Linked DNA regions of Xenopus laevis: region 1 is linked to region 2. A link is a contact called in public Hi-C data. All regions are on one chromosome and are shown on one strand. The core of a region is the stretch at or near the end of the contact, and the rest is flanking DNA. Distances in the headings are between cores, read along the strand shown. Region 1 holds the start of necab3.L (N-terminal EF-hand calcium-binding protein 1). Region 2 overlaps cbfa2t2.L (CBFA2/RUNX1 translocation partner 2 L homeolog).

Region 1 (5,044 bases), core at 1,690-4,189, 94 kb after region 2:
TGCCATCCTAGTAGTTAATGGTGAGAGTTCGCTGACAGTTCTGTCATTCTGGAAACACTTAATTCTGCCATTCTTATGGTCGGTGGTTAGTAAATGCTCTCTAACATATTAATAATTGATGGAAACTGAGAGTTGTCTGACATTCTAACAGCTGATGCTCAGTGAGAGAGCCCTGCTACTCTGTTGTTTGAAAGAAAGGGTTCCTAAGAAGACCTGCCATTATAGTTGTTCATGGTGAGAGAGTTGCTTATCAGTCTGACAGTTGACATTCAAGGGGCATTATCCTGGCTAAATTATAGATTTTGAACTTAATACATGTTTTATGTGATGCGAGTTTGATTTCACCCTACCAAGGTGGATTGTGTTGGATTTTTCAACTTCATAGGGCTTTATCAATGGTCTCTTTAAATGTTTTGTTATGAAGTGAGATTTCATATCGCACGTATGAAAAATATTACAGGTTTCCAGAATATCAAAGATTTTTAATGATCAGTCTCTCTTCCCACAATGTTTTGCAAGCTTTGACCAGGTTCAAAACATTCCATTTCAAAGCCTTACCAGTTAGTTCCAAATTCATTTGACCAGGGTGACTTCAATCATGGAAAATTATACCCCAATGAAAGTCTATTGGAAGCTCATGCAACTTCATTATTTCTTGTTACAAAATAATAAATAAGGGAAGATTGGTTTTTTTACCAAAGACTGGTGATGAAAAAGTGAAAAATGCATTTGTTTCTTGTTTCTGCAGCTATGATTTTTATCTCTACAAAACAAAATAAATGGTATGTCAAGTCAAATAATATTCATAAGGGACAGCACTGTGGAATTCTGTCAAAAGATAATATATTAAGACTAACATTTTGTCACTTGATTGTAAATAATAGCTTCCTTAGATTCCAGCAGGTAATGATATGTGAAACCTCCTTGGCATTTTGACAACTGATAGTAAATCTACATTCCATATCATTCTAGCAGAGGTCGATAAGAGAACCCCTGTTATAATGGTATAAGTGTGACCCCCTTAAAAGCCTGGCATACAGTAGAATATAATAAATCTCTATCATTCTAGCAGTTGATAAGTGAAAGCTAGCAGACAGTGGAGATGACAGAAAAATAGGACCCACTAACATTCTCACATTGGATAGTAAATGAGAGCTCTATAACATTCTGACAGTGACACATGAAATTTCCCCAACATTAGAGAAATTGAGAGCTCGCTAACATGTTTCCAGCTGATGATATGTGACAGTACCCTGATATTATTGTAATAGGTAGGTAATTAATCAGCATTCACAAACATTCTGACACAATATTAAATTAGTGGAATAGATAGGGGTGCTATAGACTTATGTATATTGGCTGATTACAGATGTCTCCGTCTAGTTCTGACCCTATTGCTCCTGTTTGAAGCCTGATAATGTATAGTGCGGTGGTGGTCACTGAGAAACTGAAGAAGGGCTGGCAGTCTACATTGACTGAGCTGCGAGACTCGGACATGTGGAGGCAGCTGCACTGGAATGGGTTGTATTAAACTATTCCATTAATCCACCGGCACATTAATTTGCTGGCTAGTGGAGAGCTGTCCTCAAAGGATATGTTTTATGGTCACCCATGATTTATATCTGATCTAATCAGTGCTGGAAGCCTGCAACAGTACAACATGGTGGCAGATTCTAAGACGTTAAATGAGGGCCAACAGACTGTTTGAAATAAGTTTACTCTTAGATTACTTTAATGGCATACCATTTTTATATGTGTTATTATTGTTACAGAATTTGATGGTACATGAGAGTTCTCTATTATTCTGGTAGTTCATGGAATATAAAAATAATTGGTAGTTCATTTTCTCCACTGATATTATAGCAGTTAAAAGTATGAATCTCGATTCTGAAATTTAATAAAAAAATAAAAGTGCCTTAACATGATTGTAGTTTGTGGTACATCAAAGTCAATTACATTAGCAGCATATCAGAAGTCTTATGCAGCTCGATAAGCTTGCATTTTTTAATTATCTAAGTTCGTCAATAAAGGTAGCACTTACTCTAAATTTTCCTCTCCAATATTATGGCAGTTGAAAAATAGCTCCTTAACATTTTGACATTTCAAAGTACGGCTTCCTGTTACTCCTCGCATTTCCCTTCCATTTTTACTTCCATATATGTTTCCTATTTAATGCTCAATATTGTACAAGCAATATGAAAAAAAAAAGAAATATATATATATATATATATATATATATATATATATATATATATATATATATATATATATATATATACACATACATAAATACAGACTTTCAATACATTGGTCAAGTGAGTTTCTAAAGTGATTTTTATACTCACATCTTGGAATATAGACAGATCCTGGTTGCAGAGTTCTGGAGGAGAGAACTGTTTCCTCTCGTCCTCCTGCAAGTGTTTAGCTGAAAGAAGACACATAGTGATCATCTCTGCACAGGACATCATGGTGAAGCTGGGGAAGATCTGGTGATTTTTTCCAGATGTAATGCCAATAACAGGTGTTGTGCTGGTGCTTTAAGGTGCCGGGCTGGCAGGGATGCTGTAAATTCTAGTGCTAAAGAACTAATGCAAAGCAGGGTAAGGAAGCTGACGTGGGGTCAGAAGGAAGAGCACTGGATCCAAGGTCATAGAACGGGTTGTGTGCTCACTACATAGGGGGTAATAAAAAATACAACAGGTATCAGGGCTTAAAACACAAACAGTTTCAAAATGTAAAAAGGAAGAAAATATGGCGCTTAGAGAGCTGTGCACAAAGCAGAAATTTGTTGATGGAGTACAGTAAAAAAAGAACAGTTCCTGGGATGCAAGGCTGAGTTTCCAAAGCTACAGAGTAGATGCCACGGTCCTCACACGCTGCAGTGATGCACAGTGCATTGGATACAAAGATGCTATTGAACTGCTTGTCAGCTTCCCTACTGCAGGGGATATAGGACCCCTCCTCTTCCATTTCGATTGGCCCTGCCGTTCCCTATGCACTTAACAGATCCAATTGCAAGCTTACCTACACCTCTGGTTAGCTGGAGCATGGTATGGCAACACAAGCATAATTCAGAGCAGTGACAACAGGCATAATATAATTCTGTAGGTAATCATTTCAGCAAATGGATTTTTCTCGGATGCAAAGAATGTATGAACAATTGATTTTTCGGTACCCTTAAAGAAAATCTATCATCTATCTATGTCTGCCCAAATAGCTTATGCTGATGGATAGATAGATACTATCTATCTATCTATCCATACATCCATCCATCCATCTAATTCTCCCAGCTAGCTAATGCGGATGATATCTATCTACTTATCCATTTTATTCAGCCCAGCTAGCTAACTCTGATGGTATTTTTCTACCGATCCATCTATCTAATTTTCCCAGCGTGCTAATGCTCATATCTATCTATCTATCCTTCTTATTCTGCCCAGCTAGCTAACTCTGATGGTATCTATCTATATATCTATCTATCATCTAATTCTCAAAGCTAGCTAATGCTGATATCTATCTATCCATCCATGATCTATCATCTAATTCTCCCAGCTCGCTAATGCTGATGATATCTATCCACCTAATTCTGCCCAGCTAGCTAACTCTGATGGTATCTATCTATCTATCTATCTAATCTTTCCATCCATCTAATTCTGCAGAGCTAGCTAACTCTGATGGTATGTATGTATGTATGTATCTATCATCTATCTCTGCCCAGCTAGCTAACTATGAAGGTATCTATCTATCTATCATCTATCTATCTATCTATCTAAGTCCAAAGGTGCACTCCGTTAACTCTGTAACGACCTGGTGCCAGCCAAAAAGTAGTAGATATTTGCAAGAAGAGCAACACTCACAGGGTAGTTTTCATTGCAGGCAAAACGTTTCGATCCCCCACAGGGAAGGAAGGAAGCCTAGTATACTATGCACTCTCTTACTCCAAAGGTATACGGGCAAAACAATTGCACAGGGTCCACTGTAGGAATGTAGTGGTCTCCCATCCCTATGTATAAATGTGTCCATGTGTTGATTAATGGACGAGCCATCCATTAATCCTGTTTTAGTATATTATCCCATTACGACTAAACATAATAGGGGAGAATCACTTATTTAATGTTTAAGCAACAATGTAAAAGAAAGAGCCTAATTTGGGACTGCGTATTATGAATTTGATCATTGATCTGGCTAAATAGATTGAGTCTGACAGTAAAAGGTAATGTTACATATATGTATATCCTGGTCATAAAGTCAGATCAGGATACTGCATATCTGCAGGGTGAATGCATATTGAAAAGGCTGGGAAGGACACTGGAGATATCAATCAATACAGAGATATATACGATGATGTATTACTGTAGCAAAGTAAATACATTGACATGAAATGGGAAAATCTTAGTGGAACAATTTAGGAAATAATGTGGTAGGTCATTAATCATGGCTCCGTAGCTTCACAGAGACTATTATGAGCTGCCATAACAACCCCAGTGCCTGATGATGGTGGTACCATAGGTTTGTTGAAACAGAGAAAGAAGGTAGCCATGTAACTCATGTCTAATACTAGGGATAGGCTGGTGTTATGTACAGGTTGACATCACACTAAGGGACAACACCAGGTACATTTTAAAACACAAATTAACCTCAAAAATAAAAATTGTGCTTAGTGATGTAATCAGCAATAATCTGAACTTAGTGAGATCGCTTGTGTCTTGTGTCAGGAAAAAATTTTTTCCTCCTCAATCAAAAAAAAAAGGAATCTCAAAAGTCAGCTCGGTCCCATGATCTGTAGAAAAGCACTGGTTTACCGTTATGCTCTTATATGGTAATAGAAATGTGTTAATTCTAATATCCTTATAATTTACAGTATGGGTACATGAGTAAAACTGGCCATAGACGCAAAGATCCGATCGTACGAATCTACGTACGATCGGACTTTCCCATCTCCCGACCTGCCACTAACCATTCAGATCAAAGTCTTACCATTCCGACCAAATAAAGTAGTAAAAGAACAGATCAGCCGATGTTCTGCCCGACAGCAACCGTACGA
Region 2 (5,332 bases), core at 2,208-4,707:
GGGAGCAGAACAGGAGCAGGCTATGTAACAGATGAGATCTGGAGAAAAGCAGGTATGAAATGTCACCCCCTATTATGTAAGGATGGACCAGTGGAAGATAGTAATCTAATCAGTGAAAATGATTCATAGACCCGGGCAGAAACTTTCATCCGGTGTCAGCAATTGAATAGGTGGCTTGGGGAATTGAATTCGGTTAACTTGAAATTGTCTAAGTGATTTTGAAGTTCGGGAATAGTGTAAGGGAAAAGAGTAGGCACCGTATAAGACAAATTAAGGCAACATTGTGGTTCATTGTTTCTGTATAGTAACAATCCCCTTTCCTTCTTGTCCCACAGAGGAGGCAGTGAATGAAGTCAAACGGCAGGCAATGTCTGAAGTACAAAAGGCTGTCTCGGAAGCAGAGCAGAAAGCATTTGAGATGATAGCATCAGAGAGAGCAAGGATGGAACAGACCATTGTGGACGCAAAGAGGAGGGCTGCAGAAGACGCCGTCTTGGTTGTGAATGAGCAGGAAGAGTCCACTGAGGTATAAAACTTGCATATTTACAGTTCTTGTTCATATACAATTCTGTAGTCATTTAAACAATGGGTTAACAGAGAGGCTGTCACACCCGTGTGGGTTAAATTCCCTGCTATAAAGAATCTATAGTCCTAAAGCAGGACAGAACTGCTGATTTGTGAGGGAAAGGAATAACACTTATTCAGGGGTGTAACATTTCTAGGGACCCTAGGAGTGTTGTCCGCTGACAACTCAAAGGTGGCAGGAGGAATTAAAACTAATGTTTGGAAGGCCATAGGTTATTTTACACAAGGAGAAATAATCTGTATTTTCATTGCTTGTGCAGAGCTGCTGGAATTGTGGTCGGAAAGCGAGCGAGACATGCAGTGGCTGTAACATCGCTCGCTACTGTGGCTCCTTCTGTCAGCACAAGGACTGGGAGAAACATCACCGCATCTGTGGCCAAAGCATGCATACACAGGCAAAACCACTCACCCCATCTCGTTCCCTGATCCCCAAAGCTTCTGACCCCGTCCTTCTGAGCCCCACTCTGGAGAGGTCTTCCAGCGCCACCTCACGCTCCTCTACACCTGCTTCTGTCACTGCTGTTGATGGCCTGTGAAGAGAGAATGAGAATGAGTCTTTTTCCCCCTATGGATTTATTTACCCCCTTTTTGCGCTCAGAGTAACATAATAAGTCCACGAGACAGCAGCAATTCGGCCTTTCTCTGAAGAGAAAATTTCATCCATCTTGATGTATTTAAATAATTGCTGGTGCAGCAAAATACAAGAAGAGACAGTTAATAAAGAAGATGGAAAAAAAACTGAAATCGCCCGGAGACCTATTGGCCCATCTCTTTAAAAAGGCAATTGCCCAAATGGGATCTAAATTGTGTGTGTATATATATATATATATATATATATATATATATATTTGAAATGGACATTCATTTGGCTGATTTCTAGTGGACCAGATTGCTAGGGACTTCTATCTGGGCCTCAAAGTGTTATCCCAGTTATAGACTGCATTCTGGACTAACCAAGCAATCGGTATGTTCGTGTTTGGCCTTTGCATCCCGTATTTTCTTGCCCAGAAGAAAAAGCAGATATGTAATATATCTCCCTCAGCCTAACCCATGTTGTCTATCAGGAAGAGTCAGCATGAGTCGTTTGGTTGTTAAACGGGCAAATATCAGGGCCATACAATAAAGACTATTTGTGAAAGTGAGATTTTATAAGAGATCATGTACCCCCTATTGTTAAGTATGAATATATTACATCACTTAGCATATGGATATGCATATGGACTGTGCTATTGTCTAGGAGCAGTTGTGCCTATGGCTTTGCAGCACAAGGGATTTGCAAAATGGCAGACTGGCCAAACCAAATGTAAACTTCAGATGGATTATTTTTCACTTCCAAAGATGTCACCAAATATGAGGTTAAATTGTCAGTCTTTCCGTGTAGATAATGTAACATAATAAGGATTATTCTCACTCCGTATTTTCGTGTCTGTTGAAAGTGATAAACGTTTCCTCCCATCGTCAGAGCTGCGTTGGTTCATTGTTGGAAATTGCTCATTTTATAAAGTGCTGTTTCATGAATAAGCTACATATATTATGTGAGTCCTGTACAGATTACAGATATACTAATCATTTATTATGGAGTTTATTCAATAAAGTTCATTTTACCAGTATCCACTGGGTTCCTTTTCCATGGGAAGAAAACAGAATGTAGCCAATGGCTGGTAAACTCAACAGAGTTCATTTATTGTGCTTCTACAGGGAGGCCCATGGGCAGGTTGTGTCCCTCTAATAGGCTTTCATAGCTCCAGCATGCAATCTCCATAGATATGGTTTAGTGATGTGTGGGTTGACCCATAACCCACGGTGACCCGTGGGTTGACCATCGGTTGGGCAGGTACAGGTTGAAATTTGGTTAGCTATTACAGATTATGGTTGGGTGCAGGTCAGACCAGGGATGTACACTGCTCCCGAAAAGTCCCTGTCTTGGAACCAGAGGTGCACACAGAAGTAGTGTACAGACCAAAAAGATGCGGGTACAAGTTGGGTGCGAATCCTACAATGGTAACATTTTGTAGATTAAGGTTTTGTGGGTTGGAATCATGTGCGGATTGTGTTTTTACTGACCCGCATATCACTTTTACGGTTGTATGACAGTTTCTTTTAAAATTCGAGACCCCCCAAAAATGAGACAGGGGTGTGGTTAGGGTTGCCACCTTTTCCGGAAAAAAATACTGGCCTTCCTATATATTTATCATTTTCCCCTATTAATAACATTGGGATCAACCATCATTTTTACCGGCCAGATGGCAACCATAGGTGTGGTCCCAAACCACATTTTGTACCTCATTGGTTTAACTATAGGGGTGCAGACCTGATGGGGAGTCTCAGGTGACCCATGCTTGTGTGCACTGCTTGGTGGTCTGGACCCATGAAATTAAGCTGTTGACCATACTCCCAGTTTAGCATAGCTGCAAGGGTTAAGGTGGCCATACATGGGCCGATAAAAGCTGCAAACAGACCAAGTCTGTAGCTTATTGGCGCCGGGTATGGGGCCCTCCGACAGGCTTCCCAATCGATATCTGGCCGAAAGTCAGCCAGATGTGAATCGGACAGGACTAAAAATCCTCAACCGGCCTAGCGCTGGCTGAGCGTGCACATGCGCGAGTTGACGCTGGCACGCAGAAGCGTGAATCGCTGTGCGCAGAAGATATGCGACCGGACAATGGGGTAGGCGACAAGAGCAGGTACGTGCCTGGCGCCTCCCCAACTTTGCACCCTAGGCACGTGCCTACTTTGCCTACCCCTTGGCCCAACCCTGGCGGGCGCATCTGTACATTGATGCGGTCCAGCAATCCAACCGCCTAATTACTTAGTCGGTTGTTTCTTTGAAACCCCTGAATAAGGTTGATTTCCTTCTTACTTACCAGTGCTTTGGGATTTGATCTGGAGAAAGCTTACAAAGTGCTAATTGTGCACAAGGTACAGCTTGCTGCCCAAGGCAACCCAATCAACTCGGAATTATTAGGGGGAATTTGTGATTTCTATGCTAATATTTCTGTTTTCTGAAAGATAAATGGAAAGGGGGTGTCATCTGAGTAAAGGTAAATATTTGCATAAGGGACCTCACACCTGCCCTGCCTAAAAGGGATACTATTATCACATAATTATCCCCTTTGTTCTGATTCAACTTGAGCTCTTCTTTCTAGCAGCCCCATAGTTGAATAAGACAAAGACCCCCTGAGGCAACACACATAAATGAACCTGACAGATAAAGGGGCCTTTAGCTGTCCCATGTAATGAGAAAAATATACTTCCCCAGGCAAGGACTTTTTCCATCAGCCCTTATATATACAAATGAATCCACCACTTAAATACTTAAAGTCCAATCATGACATCTTTAGGGAGCCTAATTAGCTATGGCACAACATATCACCATAGTCCCAATTAGGTCAGCTTAGATCAAACCTGCTACTACCAAGCAGTTATGATAAAGGATTCTGTTATATGCCTGGATCAATCCACTGTATCCCCTAAACTGTTACCATTTTCCATCTACAACAAGTAATACAGCCATCTTTGAATTCATTTTAGCTAATTAGATGCTGGTTCCTTTCTGAAGACTGTTATAGTCTGTCCTATGTGTTATTGGGCAGCAGGGCAATTATGTACCAACTAAATGGGAAGTGTCAAGGATTTGTCTCTGTAGAGACCCTGATCTGTTCTACTGTCCTTCCAGATACGGCATAGATTGGGTATGCACCTTCAGACCATGTGAAACCCATAGCTAGAACTACAATTATGGTGTAAAAGAAACAATCGACAGTAGTCATGTGTGGCTAATTTTATAACAGGGATGGAAAGTACATACAGCAGATATTTACATATCTGACCGGCGCCTTGGCAATTTTCAGGAGGTTCATCGCATGCGCAGTTGCCGATAAACAAAAAAATTACTCCAAAAGCGCATGCGCCACTTCGTCGGTCACATTCCGAAGATTCCCGAAGAGAAGAAGATGGAGCCCGTGAACTCCGCTGGACAGAATCTGCACGGAGGGGTAAGTAAAAAGTTAGGGGCATTTGCCGGGGGGCAGCTAGGCTGAGGGGGAGGAGGAAGAGGGTTTGTTTCTCCTTTAAGAGATGGGATGACCTGTAGCTCAATCTCTCGTGAGCCTGCAGCTTTCTTTTAGGCAGAGGAGAAACACAGACACCATGCTTCTCTTGCTACAAGAAAAGACAAAACTTCTGCATTAGCAGACAAAAATCATGTTACATGACACTGTATCAGTATCAGATCAGTATGGGACCTGTATGAGAGCACACACATTAATACATATCTTAAAGAAACAGTAACACCAAAATATGTAAGTGTTTTAAAGTAATGAGAATATTATGTAGTGTTGCCCTGCACTGTTAAAACTGATCTATTTGCTTCAGAAACACTACTATAGTTCATATAAACAAGCTGCTGTGGAGCAGTGGCGGAAATTGAAAAACGGCTATATGGCACAGGTTAACTAATGGATAACAGATAACATCATTAGACAGACAGAGCTTATTTGCTATCTGCTGTGTAACCTGAGCTTTTTCTCCTTTGAAAGGCTGCCCCCATTGCTACACAGCAACTTATTTATATAAACAATAGTAGTGTTTCATAAGCAAACACACCAGTTTTACCAGTGCAGGGCAACACTGCATTATATTTTCATTACTTTAAAACACTTTTATTTTTTGACGTTACTGTTCCTTTAATACTTACCTCATGACCCTGGACTTCCTTTTCCTCCACTTGCTGCTGGCCTGAGTCTTC

Evidence for each region. A called contact is a pair of places that touch in the nucleus more often than the background predicts.
Region 1: a Hi-C map of the XL177 cell line shows a contact between it and region 2, with 3 times the contacts expected there. The contact joins the promoter of necab3.L here to the enhancer-like site in region 2. A contact is called at or near these places in 2 of 4 Hi-C or Micro-C datasets (the XL177 cell line and the XTC cell line).

The regions. Positions count from the first base shown.
Region 1 is chr9_10L:45,373,514-45,378,557 of Xenopus_laevis_v10.1, forward strand. necab3.L (N-terminal EF-hand calcium-binding protein 1) reads right to left here and starts at 2,940. Exons shown (of 13, transcript XM_041576214.1): 1 at 2,346-2,940. The coding sequence starts at 2,468.
Region 2 is chr9_10L:45,279,039-45,284,370 of Xenopus_laevis_v10.1, forward strand. cbfa2t2.L (CBFA2/RUNX1 translocation partner 2 L homeolog) reads left to right here. Exons shown (of 11, transcript NM_001086057.1): 9 at 1-52; 10 at 336-526; 11 at 846-2,195. The coding sequence ends at 1,121. Among protein-coding and RNA genes, the nearest start is that of cbfa2t2.L, 26 kb to the left of the region's middle. Within about 2 kb of position 3,458, at least 1 of the 7 cell types and tissues checked has an H3K27ac peak or open chromatin away from gene starts, as enhancers often do.